Linked DNA regions of Danio rerio: region 2 is linked to region 1. Evidence: chromatin contacts called from public Micro-C data. All regions are on one chromosome and are shown on one strand. The core of a region is the stretch at or near the end of the contact, and the rest is flanking DNA. Distances in the headings are between cores, read along the strand shown.

Evidence for each region. A called contact is a pair of places that touch in the nucleus more often than the background predicts.
Region 2: a contact with region 1 is called in a Micro-C map of caudal fin, with 5 times the contacts expected there. The contact joins the promoter of msrab here to the promoter of id3 in region 1. A contact is called at or near these places in 4 of 18 Hi-C or Micro-C datasets (caudal fin, embryo and hematopoietic stem cells) and 3 of 4 datasets of contacts at active chromatin or transcription factors (caudal fin, embryo and gastrula embryo).

What each region holds. Positions count from the first base shown.
Region 1 is chr17:28,757,577-28,762,981 of GRCz12tu, reverse strand. It overlaps id3 (inhibitor of DNA binding 3), which reads left to right and starts at 2,986. Exons shown (of 3, transcript NM_152967.1): 1 at 2,986-3,417; 2 at 3,517-3,595; 3 at 4,225-4,902. The coding sequence starts at 3,121. The coding sequence ends at 3,570.
Region 2 is chr17:28,894,013-28,899,417 of GRCz12tu, reverse strand. It overlaps msrab (methionine sulfoxide reductase Ab), which reads left to right and starts at 2,682. Exons shown (of 7, transcript XM_073928603.1): 1 at 2,682-3,086; 2 at 3,232-3,303. dre-mir-124-4 (microRNA 124-4) reads right to left here and starts at 4,167; the gene lies at 4,085-4,167.

The sequences.
Region 1 (5,405 bases), core at 1,737-4,236:
GAATCATTACCAAATAGGCCCAAGCGATAAGTGAACTCAAATGAGACATCAAGCAGCTAAAACTGTAATTTTCCAAAACTTTTAATCTTTTAAATAGCCTATACTTGAAAATTGTAATGAAAAATCTTCATCATTCATTTTGTAGAAAAAGCCAACAGAAAGACAATGCAAGTAACAACATTTTGCAGAAATAAAAATTCTAACTATATGTTAGTGAAGAAAATAAAATGGTTACTAGAATCAATTAGATCAACATTTGAAATGAATAAACATGCTGAATAACAAGCAAAGTCAGTTCACTTACTGTTCTTCATATTGTGATTAGGCAGAGACATACAGTACATATTATCACACTAGTATAACATAATAGAGACAAAACAGTGCCTTCTCTGAGCTAAACATCTAGGGAGTTGCTTGCTATCAGCAAAGATGGTGAATCATTTCCATGTTTTTTTTTTTTTTTTAAATATGTTATTTTTTCCCCTTTTCATTATTCTTGCACCTTTTGCACGTATACACCCAAATTGTTTATAGCTGTTCATTAAACTGAACTGGATACCAGAGGCCTTCCATGCTTTTAGTCAGTGCAAGAAAAGAAAGAGGTTCAATTTGTTGCAGTTGTGCAACATGACAGATATCAAATATAAGGGCAGCTTCTGTTTAGCATCTCAGCGGGGCATGCAAAGAAGTGCATTCATCCAGTTGCATGCAATAAAAGGTGTGAACAGACCAGTCACTAAAGCCTCTAATGGGTGTCATATTTATTTTCTTATAATGCTGGTGTTCTCCAGAATCTATATTGCCATCATTAACTCAGGTGTAACAAAGGCCCCCAATAAGTAAAATTGAATAAACTGACTTAATTTCTAACAAAATCTGGTCAAAATTAAGTTCAGTTGAAGTTTGTTTCAGGAGTTTAAATTTATTTTGGAAAACAAAACAAAAAATTGTTTTCAATGTAAACATTACTGAAAAGTTGGTTTTGGCTACTTTGTTCTGACATCAGACATGCATGTAAACATTTGAATTAACATATATTCACATTGCTATAGCTATTATGTATTGATTATTCTACTTAATTACAGTTTTTTCACCACTATCCTTGTAGTTTTGTTTACTTCATTTTTGAAAGGAAAAACAGTATGGCTGCTAATTTATAAATTCCTTCAATCACTAATTGGATGGGAAGAATAAACCTTGCTCTGTGTCTATCTTCATCCTGCCCTCACAACCTCGTTTTCACAAATGAAAAAAATAAATATGCCGTCTCCTTTAACTGAAGTCTACTCATATTTTAGCACCAGTTTGAACATGACAAAATATGTACCATGTTCCATTCAAGCAAACAGGAATGTGTTTTATTTAAAAAAATAGGCCTATTATACAATTTGAGTCAGAGAAAACAAAGCTGCTTTTGTATTAGTTTAACTAATCTAGCCAAACTGAAAAGCTTTACGCACGGAAAAACTCTTCACTGAATGTAAGTCCAGGTGTGCGCAAATAAATTGTGCGGGCAAGTCTGCATGTCTTGTGTGAGAGGTTGGGCGGGTTCCTACAGCTCGACTGACAGCTGTACTGACCAATAAGAGCGGGTCCGTAGCCGAGACTAGTCTTTTGCAGATGGGCGCGCGCTGGAGCGCGTGAATGGATGACGTCGGGAGCCCGGCGCCAGGCTGTCTGGGACTCGCGCGTTAGATCAACACAGCTGGAGCGGGACAGGACACACAGCTGGCCCGCCAGCGCATTCCTTTACAAAAACAGCACTGTGAGAAAAGAGGGGACACATCTTGATGTAAACTAAAAATGCGCTGGGTTAAAACTGGAAAGAGAGTCAGGCTATAGTTTGATTGTAACTTGCAAAGCTTCCTCTTCATATAAAAAAGAGTCATGGGAGACAGCTAGGCTATAGTTATGATCTATTTATAGATAACGAGTAACGCTTTTAGAATGCACAAAACCGCGCACACAGTCGTTTCTTTCTTTCAGAGGTTCATGTGTTGGTTATTAATATTTTGATCGTGAGAATACTATAGATGTTTGATTGAAAAAGATTTATATTTAACCCTCAGCTTGAGAATCTAGATTGGCATCAACTTTTCAGTCTTTACTACTTTCAACTTCTTTTTAGATTCGCTAACTTGTAAAAGTGCATTAAACTCGTCTCCGCATGTTGCGACTTGCACTTTAATTTCTCTTGTTTTACTGTGAGATAGCAATTAAGATTGAAATGTTTTTGTGTGTGGGTATTAAATTGTGTCCTGTATTGATATTTAATCTCATTGTATGTGTGTAGAAGTCTCCTAAGGGAATTAATTCCCGACGCCAGTTTGTCTGCAGGTCACGGGAGTAGCAGATTTATGGAGTTTATCCATAACGTCTGAGTTGAGACAGAATGATATTAAGCCATGATAGCTTTTGCCTCCCATTTTTCCTCAATAAATGTTAAAAGTGTCAACGTTTTTAAGTAGTCCTAGGAAATTGGCGTGATTGGCTAACAGTTTAAGTTTAATAAAATGTTATGCTTACTGCGTTTGAATATAATTCTCAAATTAATTTCAGTGTAGTCTAGTACCATGCATAGCCTATAACACAATCAGCTGATAACAAAATAAACTCAAAAATGATCCTATAAAACAACTATGTGAACTTTAACCTAAGTTTATATTTAATCTACTCCACGAGCTTGCCCAGCTCCTTTTTGGTTCACTGACCTCAAATCTTCACTCAAATCCACCAGTGAAAAAATACATATAACTCTGATATCCTGACAGCTCTTCCTCATTCCACCATTCTCTCTGACTGACAAGCCAAAGCTTCCAATGAAGACTTAACTATTTGCATAGGGCGGGGTCTGTGCACTTATTTCCATTCTACTATTGGCTGTGTGGCACATGAGGGTTTGTTTATTTCTGCAAGGGGCGGAGCTACACGGACCAGTGTTTAAAAAGGATCGCCTGCTCAGTAGAACTTCCATCGTTCAGTGAGCACGCGACGTGAAAGGAGTTCAACATTGGATATCTATAGAGCTTTACAGCTAGTTTATCCCAGTGTCCAGACGGAGGATTTTCTCAGACATCTCACCAGTTGGATTCTACTAGCAAGTCAGACGCCAGACCCAGAATGAAGGCGATCAGTCCCGTTCGCTCTGTCAGAAGCTGCTATGAAGCGGTGTGCTGTATCTCGGAGCAGAGCCTCGCGATCAGCCGCTGCAAGAGTCCTTCCGAGGAGCTGTCCGACATGAATATGAATGACTGTTACTCCAAACTCAAAGAGCTAGTGCCCAGCATCCCGCAGAACAAGTCCGTGAGCCAAGTGGAGATTCTCCAACATGTCATCGACTACATCTTCGACTTACAGATAGCGCTGGAAAACGAGGCAGACACACAAAACACGCCTGACATTTTCCTGTCAATGAAGGTGAGTGCTACATACCTGAATTATAATGCCTTCGCTATATTAACCAATTCATATTTAACTTTAATAAAATAAATCTTTGCATGTCTTTTTTTCCCGAAGAACTCAGAGATGAGCCGTAATTTCTCCAAAGAAGATGGAGCTATGTGCCATTAGGATGGATGAATGATATCAGTCAATGGTACGTTTCCTTTTCAATTCAGCTTTCGAAATTAAACCAATAATTTATAAAAATGAGTTCAGAATATATTTACTTCTTCAGAAGTTTAACCAAAAACACTCATTAAATAGAGAAGATTAAAAAAAAACAGATTATACAAGCTAGGACTTTTTAAAAGATCTTTGGAGGTCTTGGTGTTTTCCTAAGTTCTTCAGACCAACATTTCTTGAAATCAGAATTCATAAATGGCTTTCCAAACTACAAGGTTACTAAGTTCCTAAGAACTGAGACCCTGAAATGCATTAGACCGGAAAATCCAGTTTGGTTTTAAATGGAGCTGTCCTTTTAAAGAGTTGAATCTAATAAGTCTCTGGCTAAATCTCAAGTTTTTGGTAAATGTTATAAAGGATAAGATTACATATTATGTCAGAGAGTTATCTCAAAGTCTGTCCAGCGTCCTAATTTATTTTTTGGTCATCGTGCCAATCAGCAAACAAGCTTAGATTCCCCTATCAGCTCTAGCAAATGAAAGTTTTCCATTTGGCGCCAGACTGTCTGCTGTCCACACAGTGTGTGTTTGTGTGTGTGTGTGTGTGTGTGTGTGTGTGTGAGCTCTGAGTTAACTTTTCTCCCTCTCATCTATGCTGCAGGTGCGGGACAGAAACTTTTCTCCTCCACTTATGGAAGAAAAGAGAGTGAAGGGGTGAGCCGGGTGAAGGAGTGAGGCTCTATTCAGAGTGTGGGAAAGCAATCTGCGCCCCTCTCGAGCTGTCTATTCTTTGGTCACTGGACACTTGAACAAACCAAAGCCGAGGAGTTTTTAAGATCACAAAAAGAAAAGCCCTCTGATTTTTTTTTTCCTTAATCATTCCTGTTTTTGTGGCAACAATCAAGCATTGTGTATTTTGTACTGGCTACATTCCTGACTATTTGGACTAACTAATATCTCTTCACACACCCTTCCTTCCCAGCCATTCTTGGAGAGCAGCCCCCCTCCACCCCTTTTGTAATATTTTTTTTTTATTTTCTTGAAAACATTTTCACAGTCAGCATGGCTGCAGTTTGGTCTCAGCGAGCTTCTCGATCACGGGATGATGTGTGTATATATTGTGCTTGAGGGGAGTTTTTGTATTATAGGGTGGGAAAGGCAGTGGGGATAAAGACTTGGATTAGAATATGAACTCTATAATATAGAGTGGATTGTATATGTTTGTGGGGATTGTCTATTTCTACAGACTGTCAGATCAACGAGTTTCATAAACTCATTTAAGAGTTTTTTCTTTGTACTTACTCTTTTTTTCACAAGAAAATAAATCATATGAAAGTCATACATTTGTGGTTTGTTTCTTTTTCTCTTAACTTACACTTTGTTTGCTTTAAAACTTCAGATATCTGTATGCCTGATAAATGCGTATACTATGTGTGTATAGGCCTATTTAAAATTCTTTATATATATATATCATCATCATCATCATTCATCTCCCCCTGAAGATGTTTACATGGTTTATATAGTATTGATATGAATGATATGGAACATAACAGAGTCGCTTTCAAAGTATCTGAAGAAAATTCAGTTAAATTGCCTGTGAAGATGCAAAAAAAAAAAGTAAAAGTACAGTGCATCTGCCAAAAAAAAACCTTTTCAGATGGAGTCATGGTGGACTTTTTCATGTTCGCATATGATCTTTTACAAGCCTACACGACAATGTCTAAATGTGAGTCACTATGTTAAAAATAGCACAACTGTCTTTGGTCAAAAAGATCTTTGTCCTGTGAACTAGAGTGACCAGTGGTCAAACTTTGAGAAGCACTATAGTATTTATCTCATCTG
Region 2 (5,405 bases), core at 1,433-3,932, 140 kb before region 1:
CCTACATTCTTTACTCGCCTCTCTGTGGCGCCGTTTCCACCTCTAACCTGAATGTTGATACACGTTTATACCTTGAGCGTTTACAACGCTTGCATGTTAAAGAGCCTCGCTGTTTTCGCCGTTATCTGTAAATGGATTAATTATAGGCTATTTACGTAAGTAATATGTTAATATCTTAAAATAGTGAGTCTGCTGCTTTATACTGTTAACCGGGCGGGCTAGTTTAATCCTAAAATGGCGGCACGATGTGGAACTGGTTATGTTTGTCCAACAGGGGGAGTTATAACTTTATTTTTTTATTCGCCTTTCTAAACTCGTCTGAACAAAATTAAATACACTGAGATTGGGTTTTGTGACGTTCAAAATAATGTATATAGGGCCTATTGGATTCCCTTGTTCTGTGACTTAAAGCTACAAAAAAGATTAACAAAATAGCTTAAATTACCCAAACTTTCCAATAAATGAAGCATTGTATTTTTTTGCTGTCATCAACCTTTACTGTATCAAGATGTGTGTGTGCAATGTCATAAACCGATTCACGATAAATATTAGTTTACCAGAATCAGTTAATTTGTCACCAATATTTTGTTACCAAAAGTATTAAAACATTTTTGTGTATTCCACAGAAGAAAGAAAACAGGAACCACACGAGGGTGAGTAAGTAATGATAGAATTTACCTTTATTTTTGGATTGGACAAATTCCCCCCAAATTGTGTAGAGTGGCTGAATGTATTCACATGTTTGACAATGCATTTGTGTAAGATGGTTACGAGAAACAATGTCTGTTACTGTATACTGTTTAATAAGTTAACCTTATTTGTGTTAGGACAACATAAATGTATGGAACACTACTTTTTTTACAGTGCACACATGGAAAATATTTGGGTTCCCTTGTAGCTATTTCGGTAGCACAACACAACCAAATCCTTTGCTTTGTTTTAATGAAAAAAATTAACAAACATTTTACAGCATTTAGCAAATTTTAAAAATACAATAAAATTACAATCCCAACTGTTTCGAGCTTGGGTGATTTGTCAATCCCCTGCTGTGCCAGTGAGGTCACAGCAATCAATCACTGTAATATTTTAATTGATGACAGCGCAGAAGAGTTACCTCCTTAAGTGAGAAGACCAAGTGTTTACAAGAAGCCTGTGTGTTTGAATCAGTTCTGATGCATGCATGCATTTTAGGCTTTGTATATTTGTGTCTTTAGTGCATATCATATTTCTTCTCTATTTGAGTACTGTATGTGTAAGAGAGAGAGCGCCTACTGAGCTTGATTTAGGTATGAAGGGGGAATAAGACGCAGCACATGGCTCAACCTTCCGTCTGTCTATATGATGCTGCCTGAGGGGCCCTTTTCTGACCCCGGCCTCTCTCTTTCTCCCCAGGGACCCCAAAACCTCTTGGGATCCTCAGGCAACATGAAGGTGGGGAGGGGGCGGCACGTGTCTAAGACCGTTGATGCGGTGTGTGTTTAAGACAGATGCAGTCTGGTCTGTCCTTGTGTCTGCTGCCATCCCTCTCTGAAAAAAAAATCTGCTCATCTTCAGCAAAACAACTGGTCTACATGCCTGCTAATGTTTATATTTTGTCAACACAAGCTTATACTGATATTTTGACTAATATGGGGTGCTGTCAGGAGTTTTGGAGAAAATCATAACCTCATAATGGATAGCCTATTTCTCGTGCAAACTATTTTACTATTGAATAAAAATAGGCTTAGTAGCCTAATGTCTAGGTATATCTTGCACATTTGAGCATCAATCACTATCACAGAGCAGGCCTCAGGAAAGTCTGCTGCGATTTTCAGGCTTTTCAGATCATATCTGTGTGGCCACTGATAACAGGCCGCACCTGAATAACAAAGAGATGCAGGCCTGAACTCAATCAGTCTCGGGTTTAAAAGCAATAGATGTTGTGAATTTCCGATTTAGGTTGTTCTTGTACCCCAGACAGTATTATCGCTTTTTTATCCTGCTGCCGTAGCCGTCCGGATTGTGCGCGGGGTGCGGGGCGAGGAGCGCGCGCTGCGTTTATCAGCGTGTTGACAGTCGAGCAGCCGCGTGCGTTCAGCGCATTATCAAGAGCGCGCGCGTGTATTTTTGCCATTAGTAACGCCTGGCCATGTCTGCAAAAGATGCAATTTACATAATAAAATCATTTCTGTACTACACCCAGGCACCGATTTATTTCAAACGAATGTGTATATGGGGAGGTAGAACGAAAATATCAAAGGGGGGCATTTAAATGCCCCTTTAATTGTGTGGTGCGTATTTAACACAATTTAAAAGTAGATGAAATAACACGTTTTTAGTTAAAATTGTAAAAATAATAATTTAGGGTAATTTGTTGTATACATATGCAACGCCTTGCATGTTTAATAACTGTCTTCTTACATTTAAATAGTCCATTAGTTTATAAGCATCTGTTGTATTTATATCACATTTAGTTATACGACAACGAAATTATTCAAATTAATTAAAAAAAATATTTATTAATTGTAATTTGCTTTTCGTTTTTCTGGGTTGCTTTTTAATGTTGTCTATTTGCTAAGGATAACTTTTTTTCTCGTCTAGAGAATTTTAATAGACTAGGCAATAATAATAATAATAATAATTTTTATTATAATAATAATAATAATAATTGTTAATATTAATAATATAATAGCCTAATAAATGTAATAATAATCTAAAACTACATATTTAATTTGAGACTCGTGTAAGGCTTCTCGACTTTATTATCTAAACTTTGCTTCTTATTTTATAATTAGGCTGGTTTATTCTTTAATAGAAAAATATTTTTTAGGTTAAATGTGTTTCCGTTGTGGTCTTAATAGGCTTAGGGGTGTTAGGTGAAAGCCTGTACTGTGACGTAGGCTATATGGCCTCAAGTTGATTTAAGAGCAAGGCGTCGTTTCTCTACGTCTTGGTGCATAACGGCAATTTCTAAATATTTATATTGAATTTAAACGAAAATTCGCAATGCTGTTTTACAAAGCTGAATATTTGCTTCCTTTTTAAGCATATCTGAAATCGTCAAGAAGACAAATGTGAAGTGTGGACAAAATAAATACGTCCTAAAGGTTTGTACTTTATATGCGAACAACAAAAATTAACCGTAACTGTGTGCAGATGTATTAAAGCGTAAAATGCAACACCAGCAATGTCGTCGCGTGGTGTCTGAATGACTGTCAAAGTGATTAATATTTGCTTTTATTGTCTTCACAGTTGTGTGTTCCGTCGACAGAAATCTAGCCTGAGGGGCAGAGCCTCATCCCAGACCGTGTTTGCCTTTCTTTTGTGAGTAAAATTCATCATTAGTCATAAATAATAGGTAAACTTTGACCCCTCTAAACATCTGCGCCACGTGCCCAGAGCAGATAGCTGATTTATTACTGCTAGTGTGAAGGGGACATGATTTGAATGTCAGGAGCATGACGGTGGGCCTTATGCTCTTATGCTGTGGTGTTTGTGCTGTTTAAAATGTCAATTAAAAGGTTGCTACAAACCCTATTGATACCTAGCTAAATTAAAAGGGTTTGTTCCAAAAGACTCCTGAGCTTTACTCTAAAATTACTGCATCACAATGCTGTCAGAAATTGTAAAATGATGAAATATTTTGGTATTAGTGTGTTATATTCAAATCTTTTAATCCCATACTTACTACATAGCATTTGCATATCAAACTTCAGCGCATGTATTGATGGTTTGTGTTGTGAAATGTAGGTCATAACGCAACCTTTGCAGTTTTTGCCTCCGAGCATTTTTGCCGAGCATTGTCACCAAATATAATCTCCTGGTTTGGGAGAGATACTGCCGTGCCTTTTGTAAATGGTTAGAGTATGCGTATTAGGCCCTGTGTTTATTTCAGTGTAATGAATATTCGATGGTCTGCTTAAGTGTTCGCCATGCATAAGGGGATTATCTGCTTCCATGACATTGCTGGGTATCAGATAGGGAATGGCAGTGGGATGGTGCAGGGTGTTATTTTATTGTGCACTAATATGAAAGCACAGTTGCAGTGACTGTACTATAGATGACTTTGTCCTGTCGACCGGGCGCTCAGGTGAGTGCTGCTGTTGGCTTCTCTCTTGGCATTCACCGCGTGCCTTAATTGTATTGAAATTAAATCAAGGTCCACTGTGAACACAAAGAGCAAAAACCCAAGTTTCCGAATGTCATCCGACTTGTCTTTTCCTAAAGAACTCTCTTCGTTCCTCTTCATCACGGCTAACGGTTCGGTCGTCCAGCTTGTCTGTATTTGGTCCCTATGCAGTCTGCACATCCTGTTCTTGTCCTTCAGTACAATACCACGTTTCTGTACTCATCTAAAATCCCTTTCTTCTCACCTGTCCTCCTCCTCCTGCATCTGATGTGGGCTTTGCTGGTGTTAGTGCAGTCCAAACCAGAAGTCCTAATCGCACACACACACACACACACGCACAATTACACATCTTTCTGAGGATTCTCCCTGCTTGTGCGGTTTTAAATCCTCCTTTCCGTCGGCCTAGATGTGTGGTGAGAACAAAACATACATGACAACGCAACACAGTGTTTCTTATGATCATATTTTACACACAAAAACATCCAGAAGGACCTTTCTATTTATATCACGAATGCATAACCTGACAGAGAGAGAGAGAGAGAGAGAAGACAGCGAGAGAGATAAAGAGGGATCTACCTTTTGTTGTACCCATTCTGCAAGAAGCACCTGCCTTCTGTTTCATTCCAGCAGACCTTTTCCCTCTACCGGCCAAACAAAGAGGACCAGCAAAGCTGAGCGTGAGGGATGTGCGAAGATGCAAAGCTATGCACTGCTCTCTTGCTCGTCCATTCAGCACGTCCACCGCCATGATGAGACGGCTGCCAGCATCGCAATGTAAAGCTAGCGCTTCCCTATGACAGTCTGTTCTCTGCCTCTCTCACCCCCCCATCTCTCTCTCTCTCTCTCTCTCTCTCTCTCTCTCTGTCTTTTATTTCTCTCTCTCTCTCACCGCACAAGCACCTATACGGCAAGTAAAAACAAGTACAGTTAAAAACACAACACACAAATGAGTGGAAGCTGACCACAAATAAATGCATACAAAAAACATACATGTATTTACAAAAATAATAACATTCCAGGGAAAAAAAAAGCATCAGATCACACAAGAATTACCCAGAAATATCGTCTATCTCTGCAAAACTACTAACATTATCCTAAGCTTCATTCTTTCTCTTCTCCCTAGTGCAGAAGATACACAAGCGTACATCCTGTTTTTCCCTCCTGTTCTCTTAGTTCCAACAGTTCTCGCTATTCTCCATCCAGGGGTGAACAGGGGGTCCTGCTGAAGCTCTCTGCCCCAGCTGAGGCTCCTCTTCCAGGGTTGCAAGGGATGATGGTCTTGGGGTATAGGGTGGAG